Linked DNA regions of Mus musculus: region 1 is linked to region 2. Evidence: chromatin contacts called from public HiChIP or PLAC-seq data. All regions are on one chromosome and are shown on one strand. Each heading gives the region's core, a stretch centred on a gene start, on an enhancer-like site or on the middle of the called end of the contact. The rest is flanking DNA. Distances are from core to core; before and after follow the strand shown.

Evidence for each region. HiChIP or PLAC-seq counts read pairs in DNA pulled down with a chosen protein or histone mark.
Region 1: a contact with region 2 is called in an H3K27ac HiChIP or PLAC-seq map of microglia, with 4 times the contacts expected there. The contact joins two enhancer-like sites. A contact is called at or near these places in 1 of 115 datasets of contacts at active chromatin or transcription factors (microglia) and 1 of 9 other capture datasets (embryonic stem cells).

Annotation. Positions count from the first base shown.
Region 1 is chr3:85,588,783-85,594,273 of GRCm38.p6, forward strand. All of the region lies in intron 2 of Gatb (glutamyl-tRNA(Gln) amidotransferase, subunit B), which reads left to right. It overlaps Gm46809 (a long non-coding RNA gene), which reads left to right. Exons shown (of 2, transcript XR_001783869.2): 2 at 1-1,044. Among named protein-coding and RNA genes, the nearest start is that of Gm46809, 16 kb to the left of the region's middle. Within about 2 kb of position 3,514, at least 19 of the 459 cell types and tissues checked have an H3K27ac peak or open chromatin away from gene starts, as enhancers often do. A contact at or near this core is called in microglia, where this site is marked.
Region 2 is chr3:84,880,811-84,886,195 of GRCm38.p6, forward strand. The region is part of intron 3 of Fbxw7 (F-box and WD-40 domain protein 7); the gene reads left to right. Among named protein-coding and RNA genes, the nearest start is that of Gm40080, 5.0 kb to the left of the region's middle. Within about 2 kb of position 3,176, at least 56 of the 459 cell types and tissues checked have an H3K27ac peak or open chromatin away from gene starts, as enhancers often do. A contact at or near this core is called in microglia, where this site is marked.

The DNA.
Region 1 (5,491 bases), core at 2,264-4,763, 710 kb after region 2:
CTAAAACAGAACTCAAGCTAAGACGTGACTGAGGTGGAAACTGCACACAGGCCTTTGGGGACACTTTAGATATAAACTGTAGCAGTGGCCTTTCTTATCTCACCCTTAGTGAGTCAGTCCCTTAAGTGCTATATAGAAATGATGTCACCTCCTTCCTCGGAACTGAGTGGAGCAGCTGCTCTGGTGTTTGCAGCAGTGAAGATTTGGAGTTCATTTTCTCCTCTGTCCTCACCCTGAGAACCTGGAGGGACCCTGTCAGCTTTGTTCAGATGACTCCTGGGTCTATAGAGCCCAAGGCACCTCAGGGTTTCAGGAGTCGGCTCCTTTATGGCCATACCCTACTCTGGGCAACAGCCTGGGCCCCTCAGGTTCAGTTTTTAGCAAGAAACTGTAGGTATTGTATCTAGGAAAGGCTTTTGTCTCATTTTCATATTCTATATTCCATATTAGGGTTAGGGTTATTGATTTCTCTTTCTCTTAGAATATGTCCTCCAACAAGAGACAGGTTCTGAACTGTTTTAGGTTAACTTTGTCTACACAGCACAAAATGTCTAATAGTAGAAACAGAGGTAAGGGTGTATAGAAAATAAAATATGGGCATATTACCAGAGATGCTGGGAGTGCAAAGCTTAAGGGTCTTCTGGTGATATAAATATGTAATAGGTGAAAAAAAGCTGATAGTGTTTTGTGTACATGTCTGACACTTTGGTAGCTCACACAGGCTTTGTTCTGTTGATTTATGCGGAGGCCTGTCATAAAATGCAGCCCGAGGCCATGCTGCTGGGCGCCTCTGCTTTCCCAGAGGCAGTTCCAGAACTAAAACCTTGTTGCAGACCTGGGAAGCACTTCCATGCCAGTGTATGGCCGGTCTTGGTGGTTGCTATTGAGCTTCTTCTGTGACCTTGGGGTGCAGCGGTGGGGTGGTGGGCATGGGGGCAGTGAGTTGTTCTAGGTAGATTTTATAGGAACTAGCAAGAGTGTCCTAGAAGATTAACACAAATTATCTTCCCTCTGAGCGGTGAGAACTGCAGTCAGGTGGAGAGAAACGAATCAGCCTCATTTTTGATGACTGCTTTATTGATACTTTTACTTTATATGTAGCCAGATGTCTTCCAATAATTTCTGTCCAGTCGACCTCTGCTTCCTCAGAGTGCATGCCTCCTTCCCACTGTATGGAAGAAGCTGCGTCTATCAACAGACTGTCACGTGGCTCCAATCATGTGGCTGTGTGCCACTCATCCAGAGGAGCTCCTTCCGGCTCAGTCCTGAAGAGTCAGACTTGGACCCTGCGATGGGAATGCTGCTTCTCCACAGCCATTCCACATGTGAGCAGCTCAGTTCTCCTCACCACTTGTCAGAATGGTGTCTCCTTGGGGAACAGAAAAGGCCTAGTATATGGAGACAGGGGACAAGGGAGTGGAGGCTACATGAGCTCTTGAGGAATGTGAGAGCTCATGTGGCTGTTTAGCTTCTGTCATATTTGGAAGGAGCTGTGAGGCACTGGGGCGGGCTCTGTGGAATTCCTTGTTCATGTCATGAGGATGTACTTGTGTCCTGTCCAAGTCCTCTGGACAGGCCCTTCTATGGTGAACAGTTAGGAGCATTCAGCTCCATGTCTAGCACTTAGGGTCAGGGGGAGATCTGACTGCCTGCTCTGCTACGACATCTTGGGGAAGGCTTTCTCTCATCTTTTTTTAGAATCTTGGCAAAGCTAGGAAGTCATTGTGCCTTGGCATCTAGAGATGGCAAATCTAGGCTGGATGATTCTGGCAGAGTTAGGTATTCAGGCTGTGCTCCTCAAAGAGCATTCTGTTCCTCATGGCAGAGAGTTCTTGCTAGTGAGCTTGTTGCCTCTCAGCCTTCCACATCCAGTCACGTCCCTTGAGAAAAGACTCAAGCTGGCAGGAACAATAGGTAGAAATGAAAATACACTAGTGTTTCTAGGAGCCTTAAAATGTTCCCTTCTAAATTTTGATGTTTGAATCTCCTTTCACAGGAGATTCAAGCAAGAATCATAACCAAGGGTTCTTCTCTTTCATGCTCTGCAGCCTCCTTATGAGACCTAGACGAGTGAGAATCTGTGATTGTCAGACTCGTGCCATCACAGAGCGAAAGGTCAGGGGCAGCAACCCCACTTGGTAGGTGAGGCAGCTGGGGATTGACCCAATGATATAGGGAGGCCAGCAACCTACCTAAAATTATGGGTGAGAGGTGCCTTTCTACCAATCTTAGTGTAAAGCACCAGGCTGCGCTGCTTTCTGCAGTATTTGCTAATTGTTCACTTCCAGCAAAATACAACCAGGGACCTTTTCTTTACAGCTTTTGTAAACCTTTAGAATGCCTGGAGCCAGCCACTACCTTTGTTTGTTTATCACAGTCAGCTAGCCAGCCTATTTACCTTACTCCTTCCAGTTTACATCTGTGCAGAGAAATCCATGTCCGTGAAAGCACTTCCTGGCCTCTCACATGGCACATAGATTTCATTTGATATTATTATAGTATTCAGTTCTTGACTTTTCATCTTTAAAATATAAGTACTTTCATTTTATCATGGCCAATATGATGGTGGTACTAATACCTACCACTCCCCTGAAGTAACTTAGATGGCACAGTAACCTGAGTAATAGTTAAAACTAAAATTTCACCTAACCCCTTTCTTTCAGAAAAGCACAGATTGGAAAGTGTACACACATATTTACCCAGCAAGACAAGAGAATGCAAGTATCAGTAAAAAGTAAGGTCACTTATAGCATTTAGGGAAGCTAAATGTATTTTCTTTCTTTTTAAAAAAGTTGTTGTTTTGTTTTAATTATGTATGTTCTTTTGTATTTGTAGGAATATATTCACAAGAATACAGGTGCCCTTGGAGGCCAGAGGCGTGGGGGGGGGGTACAAGTGCTGGGGGGGTATGCGTCTCTTTACATTGTTATTAGGAGCAGAATTCAGGTCCTCTGCAAGAGCAGTACATACTCTTAATGGCTGAGCCAGCTTTCCAACTCTGTAAGTGTGTTTTCCACTAAAAAAGATATAACTGGTAAAGTAGAGAGAGGGGTGGGGTGGGGGGGAGTAGTGGGGGTAGGGTGGGGTCAATCCAACTGTATATGCAAGAATGAGTATTAGGTAAAATATGTTTTAAAAGAACATTTTTATATTCTTAAAAATACACATGGCTACTTATATGTAGAATTTTTATGTTCTATATAGATGTTATAGAATTCTCTGTTCACAGACTCTTTTTGTTCCATTTTACTGAGGATTGATTGCACCATACTTTATCACCTATATAGGGGTCTCAAAATATCCTATAACTTAATTGAATCCGTGACATAGAAAGATTTAGGTCAATACAGTTAGTATATAGGATGCTTTCATTTCTAAAACTTATTTTTAGCAACGGTGCATAGAAGCTTCAGATGCCCTTGTGATTTACAAACAGCCTCCCCTCCCCCAGCTCTCTGTCCTTCTCTGTTCTGTGTGGGAGTCTTATCACACCTCACCATGCCTCGCCCCTACAGTTTTATTTAGAAATCATTCACATTCGTAGAAGGACTGAGAGAACAGTACAGGGAAAATTCTCCTTGCCCTTAGGCTGCCCCCCTTAGATGAGCCATTTGAGAATAAGTTACAGATAGCATAGGACTTTATTTCTAAATATTTCAGCATTTATCACCTAAGAACAACAAAAAACATTCTCATATATGGATCCCTGTTAATGTCGCACTCAGAAAAACTAACCTTGACACAGTGCCATTATTTGGCACAGTTCATTTTCAAGTGTATCTTTTGTTTTCTCATTCCAGAATCTAGTCAAAGATTGTACATTGTATTTGGTTGTCAATTTCTATAATTCTATGTTTTTTCTTTCTCCCCTCTTCACTCCTTTGCCTTCTTTCATTTTTTTCTTCAGAAATTCATATTTTAAAAAACATTTCCAGGCCAGCAATTTTATCTTATCATGTACTGTTTATGATTAGTGCAGATTATTGCCCACTGAGAGCGTGGTATATGTGCACACACACACACATTTTGACAACTGAGAGCTTGGTATGCGCGCGCACACATTTTGCTTCCCCTTTAAGTGTCCATGAGTTTTTGTGTCTCCCCAGGAAGTGTCCGAAGCATCCAGCTTCTTCTTTTCAATTAGAGTTTAGCTGGTTCAAGTCAGTTGTTTCTTTCTCAGCCATAATCAAATCTTCCAGCTTTATACTGATCTAATCTGTGTATGGAAGAAAGCAAATGTTGACTTGAATATTTAGGGTATGTCACTCCTCAGATTAGAGTTTCTTATCACCCTCTGGCTGTGCTTGAAGTTTTGGCAATGTGACATAGTCTGTTATTCCATGCACTCTCTCTAGGTGTAGAGTCTCATTTGTAAACTTGAGGACAAGTCAGAAAAGTTAATATTTTGTGTGGGGCCACATGTGAAGTGAGGAGGTTTGCACATTTAAGTCTTTTTCCATGTAAATACTCCTTAAAAGTTTTAAGTTAGGATAATAAGAAAGACAGATTTTCAGAAATTAAATAGGGAGAAATATTTCTACATTAAAGATCTTGGCCCTATCTCAACATTTGTCAAAAAGAACAGTTTATTTTTATTTTTAATTTGATTGGTTGGCTGGTTTTGTCATTCCCCCTTGAATCTTAATGTGTCTTTGCCATTTCTTCATGAGCTCATTGAATTTTAGGACCAGCTACTAACTTAGAAGATAGGAAATCACAGATGTGTGGCCACAGTTGGGCAGTGTGGGAGAAGGTGGGAACACATGTTCAGCTTGTTAGAAATTCATTTCCTTGAGGATGGAAGCTTTCCCCATCCACAGGTGAGCATACAGTGTTGTGCGAGAAAATGCTGCTTCGCCATAACAACAGAAAATACGGCACTGGGCCCTTCCTACTGCATTAAGAAATACAGTGTCTGTTCTGCGGAGAGAGCGTAGAGAGCATCACAAACGGTGCTGTCATTGCTTAAGGGGAAGTAGTACGTTGACATAATATATAATTGTGACCCCCTCATATACCTTGCTGTGGGTTGTGAATCCAGGCTAAAAGCTCTCTGGAGCTGTCTGAACCTTTTCCCATTACCCCCTGGGTATCCTTTAAAAGCAAGCTTGCAAGCAAAGGATCCTCCTGATGCATGCGTTGCCTTTATTAATACTCTCTCTCTAAAGCCAGGATTCCCGGTTATCTACCAATGGCTTTCATTTCACTGTATGGAACAGTCTTGCAAAATAAAGATTCTTCCCTTAGCAGATAAGGAAGCAGACTTGGAGAAGTCAGGTGACTGGGAAAGGCCATAAATAAAGCAATAGCACAGTGAGAGCAAGGTTCAAATCCAGGTTGCTCTGACTCAGTTTACCTTGTGTCTCGGGCTCTGGAAAAGTCTGCTTTGAGATCCGGTTCATTGTCAGAGGGTAATACCAGATTAGTAACTGCTGAAGACCCGAGAAAACAGGAAGAAACCAGTTACCCTGCATACCCAGTTTTGTGTTTT
Region 2 (5,385 bases), core at 1,926-4,425:
AGGCTATCCATTAAAATGATATATTTTCTTGGGAGCCATCTGCCTTTAGCAGAACAAAATTGAAATTGAAATTATTTTCTTCATGAAAATTACAAATTACCAATGAGAAGTTATGGGTACCATTCCTGGTTATAGGCAATTCTTTCTTTAACTAAGCTGAAAAGTAATAAAGTTGACTTCAATATTTAAATCTATTGATTACATATACTTCCCTCATCCAATCTAAATCATAACTTTGATGATATAAATCCTTAAAAAGTAAATCATTAAGATATATACTTCAAAAGTACCATTTGTGTTGCTATAAACTGGAATCACTTAATCAAGAAATAAGAGAGAAAGAAGCGTGTAGCACTTCAGAACACACGAGGGGCAGCAGCCTGAAGAGAAGACGTACCCACGCACCAAACATTCCCAGCTCACCTGCCTGCCCAGATTGCATCCTGTCCACTGCACAGGATTTCCTTTGCCTTGGAACTGTCATTCATACCATTTTCTGTCAAGTTAAGCCCTCTTCTCTAACATTTTGAATCAGCTTCTGGGTTAGGGATTAAGGTTAGTAACTATTCCCAAACTCCATCTTTCTTTTTCATTGCTTACATTTACATGATTTAACTTCTCAAAGCCTCACTATAAGGCATACGTCTTTTCTGTTAAAAATTTTATATGTATACATATATAAAATATAATAAATATATAGTATAATATATATGTTTGTATGTACATATATATGTATGTATATTTCTTTTGGGGGGCATGGTTTCTTTGTTAGTGGTGTGGTCTTCTTTTTTGTTTCTTGAGATCTCACAGTGTGACCCTGTATAATCCTGCAACTGCTATATAGACCAGCTAGCCTTGAACTCAGAGATCCACCTGTATCTGTCTCCCAGTGCTGGCATGAATGACATGAAACACACCACATCTGGTCTCTGCAAAAAAATTAATGTGGAATAAGCAAACATATATCTTTCTTACAGAAAAATAAATATGTATCAGTAATTAAAAGCAATTTCCACTCTGGATAAAAACACTAATAAAAATCAAAACTACAATCTGCACAGAATAAAATGTTTATAAACAACTAGAACTCATCCTACTAAACTAACTCTTAACTAAGATGACTGGAGTTTTCAGAACTGGGTACTTGTCAACATGGGTGATGTGCCAGTATCAAAACTCAGGTTTTTTGTAACTCCTTTCTTTTCCCATATCATTTACAAACTAATGACATCAGTTCCTTTGAATATCTTCCCCACACCAGAAACTAGACCCACCAACCGTTCATTCCCCTTCTGCTCAAAAGCTCTACCTCCTTAACCTCAGTCACTCTGCTATGCACAAGTCTATGACTTAAATGCCAAGACAGACCAGGGTGAATGGTGAAGTCTCACAAAGAGGAGAGAATTTGTACCAATTTGACTATTCAGATTTAATTTTTTTAATTTGATTTTCTTTTCATTTCTTTGATTTTTGTTTTTAATGAAACCCTAATAATAGAATGAAATGTTAGAAAAGCAAAAATCAGTATTAAAGTGTACATTGAGAAAAAGCTGTAGTGTCCTGACTCCCAACCTCTGAGTAACTAAGGACTTTCAAGTTGCTCCTAAAGTTAACCTGGATACAAGGCACATGTTAAAGGGTGCCTCTTTGGGTGGCTTAGCTTACACAGAAGCAACAAATGCAGACCTTAGATTCTAGAGGATGCCACTTACTGCTCTTAACATGTGCCCATGGAAGCCACTTCCCAATTCTTCTTGCCAACTCAGTATTATATATGTGTAGAGGAAATTTATCATAACATCCAGAGTAACTGTGTGAATTGAACACAAGACAACACACACACAAAACAAACAAACAAGAACTAGTCATGTCTGAAGCTGGAAGTAAAGTGTCACGGCTCTGACTCGGCTCCTTTCCCTTAAACACTGTTTTTGCACCCACTGCCAATTCGTGAATTCAGCTCCGCAACACTTAGCTCCTTGTCTCCAGTACTCGTCCCTGCAAAGCTGCTGCTTTTGGCTTCCCTGCCCTGCATGCCTTCCCCAGGCTCTCCACTCTGCTCTCACCGTATCCGCTGCCACCAACACGGCTGATTCTTAAAACTCAACGAGATGAGCCATCCCATGGGAGCAAGGGCACTGCTTCCAGGGCAGATTCCTAGAACTTGTGGCAAAAACAAAACCACTGGCTCCTTCTCCACTGCTGTCTTCCGAGATGGCTCGCACACTCCCCACTCCAAAGCCATTAAAGGGCGCTTAAGAACCTCAAGCAGCATCAGCCACACCTGTGCTCTTCAGTGTTGGCTTTCCTAAAGGGCCCAGCAGCTGCTCCAGGGCAGTTTTTGCCTTTTCTGTTTCAGTAATTCCAGTTGCACCGGAATTTAACTGTAACCTAACAAAGTAAGTGACAAGAATGGCATATGAATCGCCCTCGTAGCAGACATCTACAGTGGTTGGATAAAATGAAAACCATTTGCTTATTCTATCTCAACACCATCAACAGTCTGAAGCACGATTTTACATTTTACAAAACGGATTCTTTACAAAAACAATCCTTAAGAAAAGGAAAACTTGCATGCAACATGCAGAACAAGTTAAGAATGACAGTGTGTTCTCAGAACCAATGGCTCTCAAAAGAACCCAGGGCTTGAGAGATGGCTCAGCAGTTAAGAGCATATACTACTCTAGCAAAGGACCTGAGTTCAACATCTGGCATCCATGCGAGGCTGCTTAGTGGGATCCAACATTCTCTTTTGGCCGCTGTAGACACTGCACGTATGCAGCGTAGACTCAACTCATACACATAAGTTTTTTTTTTTTTTTTTAAACAAAATAAAGATGCCTGTATCCCATTACACAGCTTTTGCCAGTGGTTACTAATATAGCGTGAATGTGTGTACGCAGATGTGCATGTGTGTGTAGGCACACCTAACTCTGCACGTGCATCTGGAGGCCAGAGAACAACCTGAGCTGTTGTATCTCCTCAGACACAGCAACAGCCTACCTTGTCTTTAACACGGGGTCTCTGGCTGGACCTGACTAGATGGCCGGTAAACACCAGGAATCTTCTTGTCTTCTTCCCAGTGCTGGGAGCTGCCCCTGGCCTGCCCGTGGGTACCGGGCATCGGCGTCAGGAACACATGCTTGAACACCAAGCACGTGACAGGCTGAGCTATCTCTGCAGCTCTAGTTTTTACTTCCCCCTCCTTTCTGAGTGAGGCACGTGATCCCTGAAGCACTACTCCAAAGGAGGACATGCGGTGAGATATGTTTACAAGACAAATTACCATGTGACTGCTGAATAAGAGGGTCAGCATGTCACCTCATTCCAGTCGCTGTGATAAAACGCCCTTAACAAAAGCAACTTTTTGTTAAGAGAAAGGGCTGATTTTGGCTCACAGTTGATGATGGGCTGTCATGAGGGGACCCTCCAGTGACATTCAGGTTACATTCTTGCTGCCCAGCAATGCTTCCCCTTTCTGTTCAGTTCAGGACCCAGCCTGTAAAGGAATGCTACTTCCTAATTTTAGGGTGGGTCTTTAGAGCCTAAGTTATCAGTTAACCTAATTGAGGAGACAGGTACAGGCAAGGGCAAAATCTGCTTTCCTGGGTGGTTGTAGGTCCTGTTAATTTGACAGTATTAACACTTTCCAAATGCTAGTGGAATCAGATTTTCCAGACATGGTATTATGTACACATACTGGTGTGTCCCTGCATCTTTGTGTGCACATACACGTAGAGGTCAGAGGTCGGCCTCTGAAGTTATTCCTCACACACTGTCCACCTTGTTTTGTTTTTGTGACAAGTGAGCTCCAGGGACCTTCCTTCTGTCTCCTGCTGGGAGACTTAAATTTCCAAATAGGTTTTAAGATCAGAAGCACTAGTCGGGTCTTGGGGTCTGGGCATTGAGCACAGGTCCTCCTGCGTGGCAAGCACTTTACTGGTTGCTGTCTCCAGCCCTACTTCTTAGTAAGTTAGAAAAGTCTTCTGTTTATTTACAAGCACAAGTAGAAATGATTTTCTGACACCTTACAGTTTGAATGCCTATAGGCTCTCATAATAGCCCCCCTCCCTCACTGGTTGAGTAGTGAATAAGGAGGTGTGTTAAAGTAAATTAACTGACTTGAAGATGAATGGGAATATTGTGCCAGGTAGTTTTCAGTAGACACATTAGGACAGACATCACCCATTTTACAGGCGATATGCTCTATCAGTTTCTGTATCTCATTCTTACCCTTGTTATCCGGCTCCCTTAGCTCTTGCCTGCCATCTGAGGGAATTTCAAATGGGTTTACAGAAGAGCTGAGCAAGCAGTTTATTACAGTAAAAGTTCCTCCAGACAGCTAGGAGAGGGCTGACAAGAGGGATGGCCCACAGCTCTCAGGCTATGAGGTTTGCCTCTCCCCCCACCCCCACCCCCCATGTCCTCTACTTATGTCCCCTTCCTCCCACCCCTTTTCCTCTCCCCTCCTTGAGCCAGGGTTCTATAAAACAGGTTGTTTTTATCTTCTCCCAGTGTGTGCACTCATTGCTAAGTTGCTTGTGATCTGGTGTCCTGATGATAGGATCACATGACTGTTTGTCAGCTCTGATCTCCTGATGCCACAGAGCTGAGATTAAACAATGCAGCTTTACCCCCTGACCCCTTCCACCACTGTTGACTGTGACTTCTACCCATGCAGTAACAACTTGGAATAAAAGTAACTCAGATAACATTGACCTGATGAAGCTGTGGGGGAGTCCTTGTCAGAATGACAGATCTCATCATCGTTTGCATTTTGCTGTCATCTTTTCTTGAGCAGTGGCTTTAAAGTGGTGATCAGGTGATTCTATTCCTAGGCAGCTTAGCTCAAGCAAATTTAACTTTCTCTGAAGCAGTATAAATTCCACCAAAGACACAAAGAATTCTTATAAAGCTCCAAGGTAAAATTCCAGGGGACAGTGAAGCTTCAACAACAAGTGAATTGAAGAAAAATCCTTGTTCTAGCATGCCTCTCATTTGCCTTCTAAAAAGAAACAGAAGAATGGGGAAGAGTCTACTAAAAACTGAAGAAGTATACATATGTAAAGCTCAGAGAATGTCAGTCAGGATAAATACAAGTAAACTCACTCTCAGACTCAGCACACAGTAACTGCAGATCAGTCAGCCTAAAGAAACTATTTAAACTACAACTGGAGAGCAGAAGTAATTTACCTAAAAGAACTAGGTATTTCACTGCATTGTGAGTAGAAATAGTGGAAGCCTGATGATGGTAAGTTCAGCTTGCTGAGAAGGGTGGCCAAATGAAGACCTGCTGTGGAGGCAGGGAGGCTATCTTAGTTAGGGTTTCTATTCCTGCACAAACATCATGACCAAGAAGCAAGTTGGGGAGGAAAGGGCTTATTC